Regions from separate parts of the Mus musculus genome. Here region 1 is linked to region 2. Evidence: chromatin contacts called from public promoter capture Hi-C data. All regions are on one chromosome and are shown on one strand. The core of a region is the stretch at or near the end of the contact, and the rest is flanking DNA. Distances in the headings are between cores, read along the strand shown. Region 1 holds the start of Dnaaf5 (dynein, axonemal assembly factor 5). Region 2 holds the start of Wbscr25 (Williams Beuren syndrome chromosome region 25 (human)).

What was found. Promoter capture Hi-C pulls out the DNA fragments that hold promoters and counts their contacts.
Region 1: a promoter capture Hi-C map of pre-B cells shows a contact between it and region 2, with 6 times the contacts expected there. The contact joins the promoter of Dnaaf5 here to the promoter of Wbscr25 in region 2. A contact is called at or near these places in 1 of 39 promoter capture datasets (pre-B cells) and 1 of 484 Hi-C or Micro-C datasets (CD4 T cells).

What each region holds. Positions count from the first base shown.
Region 1 is chr5:139,146,883-139,152,559 of GRCm38.p6, reverse strand. Dnaaf5 (dynein, axonemal assembly factor 5) reads right to left here and starts at 2,325. Exons shown (of 13, transcript NM_001081265.2): 1 at 1,725-2,325; 2 at 893-1,077. The coding sequence starts at 2,313. It also overlaps a transcript of Prkar1b not described here.
Region 2 is chr5:134,999,335-135,004,599 of GRCm38.p6, reverse strand. It overlaps Wbscr25 (Williams Beuren syndrome chromosome region 25 (human)), which reads left to right and starts at 3,250. Exons shown (of 5, transcript NR_026907.1): 1 at 3,250-4,530. LOC115490310 (a small nuclear RNA gene) reads left to right here and starts at 4,583; the gene lies at 4,583-4,765.

The sequences.
Region 1 (5,677 bases), core at 1,076-3,575, 4.1 Mb before region 2:
ACATTTGACAGGACTCTATGACAATTCTATAGCAAGCAAACAGAGATATGCATGGGGAACTGCTTACTGGCTGGGACGATGATAACTGGGTACAGGCAACAAATGTACCAACATTGTGGCTGTAATTCACAAGGCTGTGTGTGGTGCAGAGGACGGACTCTAGCACCTCGTACATGCTGAGCGAGTGCCCTACGTCTGAGCTACAACCCCAACCTGGAGACGATTAACTCAATTCACGAGTTTGAGGTGAGTGGGTGAACCACGCACATGTGAATGATGATGTGATGTGATAGAGAGGTATACAAACAAGATAGAAAGATGGGCTGCGAGCCTATAGCAGGATGGGGCAGGACATGCAGGCTGGGCACCTGCACAAGTGACGCAAGTGCGGAAGCAGGAGGGTCCTGATACACTCAGGCCAACACGGTCATCAAAGGGAGGGGACACAACTTGTTACTGTGTGGAGGGTCTGACTGTGATGGAGACAGCTTTCGGTTTTTCTGGAGCATGCTGCCCGCTTCTCCTCCTCCCACCTAGCCAGGGTCATGTGCTCCCCCTTCACTTGTTTCCTCCCTTGGAGACAGAGCCTGCCTACCACCAGTCCTTTCTCTTTAGGGGACATTACCATAAGCCACAACAGTCTAAGGTCTGAGACAGGCCTGTGCTCTGAAAGCCAGTGAGTGCTCTGTCTACATCTGGAGGGCTCCTGTCTGCCCCCCACCAGCATGGAGACCACCCCAGCACCGGACTTCCACTTCCGTTCTGTCCTTCCCGGCAAGGCCCTAAGCACTAGGCCCTGCACTGAAATTCTCTCAGTGGATGAGCACATGAGGACACTTCTATTAACAGAAGCACATGGTTTCAGGACTGTCAAGCAGAAAACTCCCAGTACCTGAGGGACGTCATCGAAGAGTCTTTGAGCAAAGTGGGAAAGGACATCATCCACCGAGTTCCCACTGCCAAACTGGATCACAGTGCCCGTGGCTTCGATAACGGCTACCCGGACCTTCCAGTGCTGGTGGGAGATGGTCTGCATCAGGGGGCCTATCAAGGACTCCGATTGCATGTGGAAGTGCTCTGTGGGATTAGGGAGGCTGCTGGTTATGCGATACAGCTGCATGGGGCCCTGTTCTGTGGCTACCATCAAACCTTCCTCTGGCCTCTGCTAGCCTCAGCTCCCACTTTTTCTCTCCAATGGTGCTGGGAGCTGCTTATGCTCCAGGCATCCGGAGGGATATATACACCTATTTCACAAAGTTGGCTCCCCCCTACCCCCGGGAAGACTTTAAACACTAGGTAGGGCCTCTTAACTTTTCCAAACTCTAGTCTAGAAGGAAAAAAGGGAAAAAGCCCTGATCAAGCAGGGCTGTAGATAGAGGGTAGAAATAAACGAGAAGCAGCCTCCCTTCATCCAGGAAGTTAGTGACCCGTGTCAGAGACAGAGAAGACACTGGAGTAAAGAAACTGAGTTGAGTTGTCCTTTCCCACATGAGTCCCATAACCCAGCATAAAAATGATCATGAAATGGGTGTGACACAGGTCTGAGAGTCTAGCACTTTAGGCTGAAGTAGAAGCAGCGTTATGTTTGACACCAGCCAGGGCTACATGGTGAGATCTCTTGTCTCGTGCCCCCTCCCATCGGAAATGACCTTACGAAGGAACCAGCCCACTTTAGTTCAGTTTCTGGACATCTAGGTAACCAGGGAAGCGGATAGGACGCTCACCCGGAGTGGCACGGGCCAGAGCGGCTGCGCACTCGCAGCCCTCCCGGCGCACCGCAGCGAAGGGGTCGAGCAGCGCGGCCCGCAAGGCGCGCACGGCGTCGTCCAGGTGGGGCGCGAGCGCGGCGCCGCCCAGGTCTACGGCGAGGTGGAGCAGCTGCACGAGGGCGAGACGCAGCTCCTCGCAGGGCTCCGGCGGCGGCCGCGCGAGTTCAGGTCGGGCCAGGCGTGCGCTGAGCGCCGGCAGCAGACGCGGCAGAGCGTCGCGGGGCCGCGCGGCGCGGCGCAGGCCAAGGTCGAGCAGGTGAGCGGCCAGCGCGCGGCAGCCCTCGGCCGGATCGCTTAGAAGCCGCAGCAGGCGCGGCAGCAGCAGACGGGCCCAGGGGCCCTGGAAGGCCGCGGAATCCGCGCCGGGCCGCACCGCCTCTTCCAGTACCTGCTCCAGAGCCTCCAGAGCGCGCCGCCGCCCCAGCTTACTTTCCGTCTCCAGCCCCGGTAGCAGGCGGCTTAGCGCGCGGGTCAGTTCCGCGGCTTCAGCCGCCTCGGTTAAGCCCGGGGCCGCGGCCACCTCCGCCTCCGCCGGCGCCGCCATCTTGAGCGCGTTGCCTGTCTCCAAGGGAACCGGCGCTAGTACGATGGTCCGAGCACGCTTTACGGCAAGACTTCCGGCTGCCTGGGTTGCTCGAGGCTGAGTGTGCGCCCCTTAGGAGTGATGCTGGGGGAGGGGCAGGGAGTAAGGGAGAGGCGGGGCCAGGGAAGTGGGCGGGCAAAGGGCTTAGAGGGCGGAGTGACGGGCAGGAGGACGAGAGAGGCTAAGAGAAGCAAGTGTAATTGGCTAGGTCCGGGAGTCTGGGGTGGGGCGCGAACCTTGAGGGCGAGGCAGAAGACAGCAAGCTCGGCAAGGGCCTTGGGCGAAAGAGGTAGTGGGCGGTACGAGGGGGTTGGTAGGCGGGACACGGGCCTCTTGGGTAGGGGCTTAGTGTAAAGAGAGGGGAATAAGGGATAATGGGAGGGGAAAGAACCAAATAGGCGGGGTGTGGACTTCGGGAGCATTGCAGGAGGTGGCAGGCGGAGCCCTGGTTTTGTGGGCGGGGCGAAGAATAAGGGTCTACGGGAAGGAGGCGGGGCAAGGAGTAGTGGGTTGGATGGGGGGGTAGGTGGGCGGGGCATGGGCCGCGCAGCTGGCTGACAAGTTTCAATAATAGGTGGGGTGCAGGTTTGGGGAAGGGACATAAAGCTCGAGGGAGGGGTGGGGGTCTGAGTAAGGTGAAGCGTGAGGATTGAGGTGCCTGAGACAAGGGCTGACAGGTGGGACGCAGGCCTTAGGGCGTGGCAAATGGCTAGGGGCGAGGCCAAGAGTGGGGCTGTCCTGTGCCTGAGTCTGGAACTTGGCCTGAGTGGCCAAGCTTCTGCAAGCCTGCACCTTCAGGTTCCTTTCCTCAGGGGCAGCTTAAGCTGAGGTTCTTTCTAATGGTGTAGATATGGCTGATCCTTACTGGGTTCCTCAGAGGTCATGAAGAAGTCAAGTGTGAATCTGCCACACGGTCTGACCTCAGTTTAGACATGAGGTATGCTCGATGGCTGGAAGTGTTTTTTTAGGGGGTCAGAGATGGTATTGTCAGTGGTCAGGACCCCCCACTGGGCACTTCCTAGGCCTGACTCAGTGCTGCATGACTTGGGCATCCAAACGAGTCACATCTGAGAACAGGCTTATAATGTTAGGGGTTGGGTTTTGTAACAAATTTGGCCTTTTTTTGTTGTTGACATTAGTTTTGTGGGAAATTGGTGTGAACCCTTAGGTGTTTTGAATGTGGCGTGGAAGCTTTAGGGGAACCATGTAAAATTGCTTAGGGTGGCAAAAGAGTTGTGAAGAGAGGTGACTGGCCAAGCAAAGGCTTGGTGTTAGAGGTGTCATGGACTCGTATGTCAAAGTCTTAAGCCTAGTCCATCAGAGTGTGAGTGTCTGGAGGTAGGATCTTTGCAGATGTCAAGATTGAGATATTGGGGCTAGCTGCTATCCTCATAAGGGGAATTTGGCATAGATGTGCAAGCCGTGAAAAGGCTTTGTGAATGTTAGGTGGGCAGACGGCAAGCCCAGGGAAGCAGCCCTTCCAACTTCATCTTAGCCCAGCATCCCAGTATGTGAGGGTTGTGGCCGGCCGTGGCAGCTGAAGCTGACGGTGCTTGTCTGTGGCCAGGGGACCTCTTAGGGGAAGGAGAAGTGTCTTGTAGGGAACAAGGGGATGTGCAGGACAGCCAGGATAGCCTTTGTCTCTCTGCAGGGAGCCAAGGAAGATGCTTTACGTGGAACACTGAAAGCTAAGTCTGCACTTTTAAGGATGCCTGTGGCTGCTGTGAAGGTTGGGATGGGCCAGCAGGGATGGCCTGTAGGTCCTGTGAGCAGTAATGAGTTTGCCTTTCCTGTTCCCTCCATCTAAATACAGCTCAATACCCCACAAGCAACACCCAGTAGGAAAAGGACTTGAGAGTTGAAAATAACTACACTGGCCCGGAACTCAGAACTTGGGCTATGTTTCCTTTTTCTTTGATTTCTGAGCCAGGGCCCCAGAGAGGCCAACACGATGGCCAAGAGATACAGGGCAAGTCTTCTGGGAATCCCCTCTCTCTGGCCAGTGGCAGGAGAGACCTAGAACAATGCCAGGCAGAGACTTTAACCCGTGTTCCAGTCCACAGTCTGTCCCCAGTGTCAGTATCAGCACCTGTAGGCTCACCTGACCCTGCCTGCACATGGGGTGCCAGCGGGGACCACATAGGTAGTTTTGTGAAGTTGTCTGTCAGCAAGAGACCCACATCCTCAGTAGGATGGACCCCAGAGATGCCTTCATAACTCTGCAGATGACACCAGCAGGGACCGAGGAGCCCCACCAGTGCCAGAAAATCAAACAGACCAGGAGAGCAAAGTGGAGATGCCAGAGACAAAGCCAGCATTGGAACAAGAGGCCACAGCGGCAGGCCAGATTGCACATGTGACATACACACACTGGCATTAGCAGCTAGCTGCCTGCTAACGTAGAAGAACCAGGAGTCTCCAAACAGAGTAACCCAAATGTCCAGCGTACATTTGAAAAAACCGCTTATCATTCCAAGAACATTTGCAATGTGAATGCAAAAAGGCTGCTTACTGAAATGGATGCCAAAATGAGCCATCTGCCAAGGACTTGTCGACAACCATGAAAATCGCTTTCAGAAGCAATTAGAAGAAAAAGTGATTACAAACTCATTTAAAATTTAAAAAAAAATTTAGCAAAGAAAAAGAAATTGTAAAGCGCCAAGTTGAAATTATAGAATCTGAGAAAACAACCAGAATAACACTGTCCATCATTAGAAGGATACAGTGGTAGACTGGAGATGACGGAGTGCTAGAACTTTCTTGGAACTGAAGAATAAAGAAAATAGAACAAAGTGTGAGCCTAAGCCAAGTTTGGCGACGTATGCCTGAGCTTGCAGTGCTGAGGAGGCCAAGGCAGGAGGATGGAAGGTTCTGGGCTGAATATGCATCCTGTCTCAAATAAAAATAAAACTCCTGAGTCTCAGAAGTTAGTGGGATAATTTCATCAGCACTCCAGAACATTAAGGCGGAGTTGTGGGGCTAAAAGAAGTAATGGCTATAGATGCCTCCGAGTCAAAGAAAGATGCAGCAGGCTGAGGAAGCCTTGATATGGTAAATCTACCAGCAACCCATACCAAGGTACATCATAGTTAACCTTTCTATTTCCCTCTTATCTATCCTGCCATTGGTGTGCATGAAGCGCGCGCGCACACACACACACACACACACATACACACACACAGAGAGAGAGGGAGAGAGAGAGAGAGAATTGACTCACTCTATAGGCCAGACTGAGCTGGACCTGACTAGCTCACATTGGCTGGCTGCCTCTCTCCTTCCTGAGTGCCGGGATTAAAGGCAGGCACCAGGACACATGACCTTCTCT
Region 2 (5,265 bases), core at 2,001-4,500:
TTTTTTTTTATTGTATTGTATGGGTACTTTGCCTGCATATATGTCTGTGTACCATGTGCATGTCCAGTGCCCAGGGAGGCCAGAAGACAGTGGATCCTTGGTGTATGGACAGATGATTGTGAACCACCATGTGGGTGCTGGGAATTGAACCTGATTCCTCTGAAAGGGCAACAAATCTTCAGACTCTCCCTCCCTCCCTCCCTCCCTCCCTCCCTCCCTCCCTTCCCTTCCCTTCCTTCCTTCCTTCCCTCCTTCCTCCCTTCCTTCCCTCCTTCCCTCCTTCCCTCCTTCCTTCCTTCCTTCCTTCCTTCCTTCCTTCCCTCCCTCCCTCCCTCCCTCCCTCCCTCCCTCCCTCTCTCTCTCTCTCTCTCTTTCTTTCTTTCTTTCTTTCTTTCTTTCTTTCTTCTTTCATATAGGGTGGATTGCCTTGAACTCTTGATCCTCCAGCCTCCCCTTCTACAGTGCTGGGATCACAAGTTCATAAGTGTGTGCTGCCATACCTGCTTTATGCAGAGCTGGGGAGGGACCAAGACTTCCCTCGTGCTTAGTAGGAACTCACCAACGGAGCTACATTCCCAGCTCCCCTCTTAAACCCAAACTTTTTTTTTTTTTGGTTTGTTTGTGTTTTTGAGAAAGGGGTTTCTCTCTTTAACAGAGCTGGCTGTCCTGGAACTCTGTGTAGCCTGGGTTGGCCTCAAACTCAGAGACATCCACCTGCCTCTGCCTTTCATGTTGGGATTAAAGAGACATATATCACCACCTCCCAGCTGCTGCCGCCTCTTCTTCTTCTTCTTCTTCTTCTTCTTCTTCTTCTTCTTCTTCTTCTTCTTCTTCTTCTTCTTCCATTCTTCTCCTCCTCCTCCTTTTCCTTTATATATATATATATTTTTTTAATTAGGTATTTTCCTCATTTACATTTCCAATGCTATCCCAAAAGTCCCCCATACCCTCCACCCCCACTCCCCTACCCACCCACTCCCACTTTTTGGCCCTGGTGTTCCCCTGTACTGAGGCAGATAAAGTTTGCAAGTCCAATGGGCCTCTCTTTCCACTGATGGCCAACTAGGCCATTTTCTGATACATATGCAGCTAGAGTCAAGAGCTCCGGGGTACTGGATAGTTCATATTGTTGTTCCACCTATAGGGTTACAGATCCCTTTAGCTCCTTGGGTACTTTCTCTAGCTCCTCCATTGGGGGCCCTATGATCCATCCAATAGCTGACTGTGAGCATTCACTTCTGTGTTTGCTAGGCCCCGGCATAGTCTCACAAGAGAGAGCTCTATCTGGGTCCTTTCAGCAAAATCTTGCTAGTGTGTGCAATGGTGTCAGCGTTTGGAAGCTGATTATGGGATGGATCCCTGGATATGGCAGTCTCTAGATGGTCCATCCTTTCGTCACAGCTCCAAACTTTGTCTCTGTAACTCCTTTTTTTCTTTTTTCTTTTCCTTTTTTTTTTTTTTTAAAGATAGAGTCTGGTCCTGTAGCCCAGGCTGCCCTGAAACTCATTATATAATCCATGCTGGCCTCGATCTCACAGCAGTTCTCCTGCCTCAAGCCTCCTGAATGCTGAGATTTCAGACCAAGTTCTGGGAAGGATCCTTAGAGATATTTTTATAGGAATTTTTGGTTTTTGAGACAGGTTTTTGTTTTGTTTTGTTTCATAGCCTTGGCTGTCCTGGAACTTGCTCTGTAGACCAGGCTGGCCTCCAACTCACAGAGATCTGTTTGTTTCCTGAATGCTAGGATTAAAGGCATGTACCACCCCACCCACCTAAACTTCCTTTTTATTTATTTATTATAAATAAATATTATTTATTATTTATTTTATATATTTATTATGTCTCTGTGTATCTCTGTATTTCTCTCCCCCTCCTGTGTGTGTCCTCTGTGTCTGTCCATTTGTGTGGTTGTACAGGTGTCACAGCATGCATGTAGAGGTCAGAAGACAACTTGAGGGAGTCTGTTCTCTGTCTCTATGTGGGTTCCAGGAATTGAACTCACATCAATAAACTTGGCAGCAAGTGCCTTTATCCACTGAGCCATCTCACCAGTCCACAGAGTGAAAGGGTTCATAGTTCTGTTGGGAAAAGGTAGTGTTGTTAAAGAGTTTCTGACCAGTCAACCTTCTGTCTAGCCAGCTCACCCCAGCCTGGCACACGACCTTTGACCACATGCCCAAAAGCCAAATAGCCCAGATCTGGTGTCAGGAGTGGCGTTGAGGACATACATAGTCCTGGCCCTCAAAGCATTGTGGTCACATGGCTCGCTCAAGGCTGAGCCTGGCAAGCTGAAAAACCTGTTGGTTTGAAGGTCCCAAGTGAACATTCCAGAGAAAGTTGTGGGCGGGGCAAAGAAGGGGGTCAAGCTCCGTGGCAGGACTCTGGGGGTGGCATGTTGGGGAAAGGTCATTCCAGAGCTGCCCACCCTTTCCCAGCTTGTGGGCCAAACCAGGGAGTTTGCATTGGTTGGCTTCGCAACTCAGATGGGCTACTGAGCCAGAGCTCCTAGACCCCGGGATTATACTGAGATGAGCCTAATCCTTATTTCCTTTTTCTTTCTTTCTTTCTTTCTTTCTTTCTTTCTTTCTTTCTTTCTTTCTTTCTTTCTTTCTTTCTTCCTTCCTTCCTTCCTTCCTTCCTTCCTTCCTTCCTTCCTTCTTTTTTCTTTTCTTTTCTTTTCTTTTCTTTTCTTTCTTTTTAAAAATATTTTGACTTATTGTGTGTCTGTATATGTGTAGCCGGCAGTGTGGAGTCAGAGGACAAGTGGGGATCAGTTCTCTCCTTCCGTGTAGGTCCCAAGGACCGAATTCAAGGCATCCGCTGAACCATCTCTCTCAGTCCATTCTTATTTTACACTGAAGGAAACAAAGAAATGGAGAAAGGCGGAAGTTACCCAGCTCCAGTCACTAGTGTGGCTCAGGTTGGATTCCTTCCCAGATTTCATTTAGGGCCCTCTAGACCCAAAGAAGTGTGGTGTGTGTGTGTGTGTGTGTGTGTGTGTGTGTGGTATGCGTGTGCATGGCAGGCTGGGAGGTAGAGACACTGCACCCTGGCGGCGACCGGGAGTCGAACGGGTTAAGGCTGGAGGCAGCGAGTGTCTTCCTAACCGCACCTGGCTCAGTATCGGTCACGTGGCCAGGGTTTCACCTGCCCTGCTGGGCAGGGACAATCAGGCCGCTTGTTCCCTAAGCCGGTCGCCATGGTGACAGGAGTGTGCCTGGGGAGGTCACAGGGGCAAATTCCTGCCTGCTGGTCCGGGTGTGGCAGGGGCATCAGCTGGATTGTAGCTTGTTTAGGAGATTCCCGAGGGCCCCTGGAGGTTCCCGCTGGGGCTCAGCCTCCCAGGGGCCCCCCCAGTGTGGCTTCCCACCTTGCCACCTGAAGTCCTGTTTCTCCATCTGCCTGGTGTCTTCCCAAATTTTGAACCTAAGCGGATTAATCTGTTGATGCTTTCCGTATACATTGGCAGGCATGGCACCCCAGGCGCAACAACTCCAGATGGAAGACATACTATTACCCCTCAAAAAAATTCTACAAAAAAAACAGATGAGGAACAAAAGGAAACAACTTCAAAGGAAGGAGGCAGCCATGACACGCCAGCCATTCCAGGCCAGGCACAGCTCATCAGCCACAGCGGGCCAGGCACACTACCGCAGGCGCGGTACAGCAGCCAAACCACGCCAGGCTCAGCACGGTAGTCACAGCTTGTCAACTACATCACGCCAGTCACAGCACACCCGGCACATCACGCCCAGCACAACACACCAGGCACAACACACCGGACACACCAAGCCAGGCAAACCGTACCAGGCACAGCATACCAGGCAATCCAAGCCAGGCGAAGCACGCCAGAGACACCACACCAGGCAAACCACACCAGCCACACCACGCCAGTCACACCATGCCAGGCACAGCACCTCAGGCACAGCAAACCAGAGACACCATAGCAGGCCCAGCACTTCAAGCACAGCACACCAGGCACATCAAGCCAGGCACAGCATGCCAAGCTTGCCACACAAGGCACAGGACACCAAACACAACACACCAGGCACAACACACAAGCCACAGCATGCCAGGCACAGAATGCCAGGCTTGCCACACAAGGCACAGGACACCAAACACAACACACCAGGCACAACACACAAGCCACAGCACACCCGGCACCACTCAACAGGCACAGCGCAGCTGGCACGGCGCACCAGACACAACCAGCCAAGTCCACGCTGCGTCTACACTTGCTTTAAGGTAGTAGCAATCTGCTCTGCTTGGGAAAAGCCTTTCTGAAGGTTATAATCCTATCTTCTCTGCCTGCAAGCTCGAGCCTTTGTTAATTGAGGATCTACTGTATGCAAAGGTCCGAGGTGCAAGAATCCTTGCCAGTTCTGCTCCAGATGGAGCAAATACCAATACTTAAAAAAAAAAAAAAAAAAAAAAAAACAAAACTTCAAAGCATAGAAGCGGACCCAATCCTGGATCTTCTAAGATGGCATATCTGAAAGAGACGGTTGAGTGAAAGACCTGGAGGCTGAGGTGAGAAGGATTTGACTACATGAGTGGGGTTGCGGTGGAAGAGAATGTTCTAATTGCTTCTCGGCCTTTTGGCTAAGATCAAGTGGAGAATGTTCTAGAAGCCAGAACACCATGTACAATGGTGAAACCATCTAATTATTTTTGAGATTTCCATACATGCCTTAGGCTGACTTAAACTCTTTGGGGTTTTTTGTTTGTTTAGATTTGTTTTGTTTGTTTGAGACAGGGTTTCTCTGTGTAGCCCAAGCTGTCCTGGAACTCACTTTGTAGACCAGGCTGGCCTTGAACTCAGAGTTTCTCCTGCCTCTTGAGTGCTGGGATTAAAGGCATAGGACACCAAGCCAGAGCTGGGCATGGTGGCACACGCCTTTAATACCAGCACTCGAGGGGGGGGGCCGGGGTGGCAGAGGCAGGCAGATTTCTGAGTTTGAGGCCAGCCAGGTCTACAGAATGAGTTCCAGGACAGCCAGGGCTACACAGAGAAACCCTGTCTCAAAAAAAAAAAAAAAAAAAAAAAAAAAAAAAAAAAAAAGACGCCAAGCCAGGTTGTCTCAGAAAACAAACAAACAAAATAGGCAGGAACAGTTTATTTTGACTCAGGATTTAAGGGTTCATCTCGACAGGAAAAGCATGGCCACAGGAGCTGGTTCCACTGTCAGGATCCACAGTCAGGAAGCAGAGAGAGATGGATGCTGGTAACCAGCTCACTGTCTCCTTGTCTCCTGGGGTCTGCAA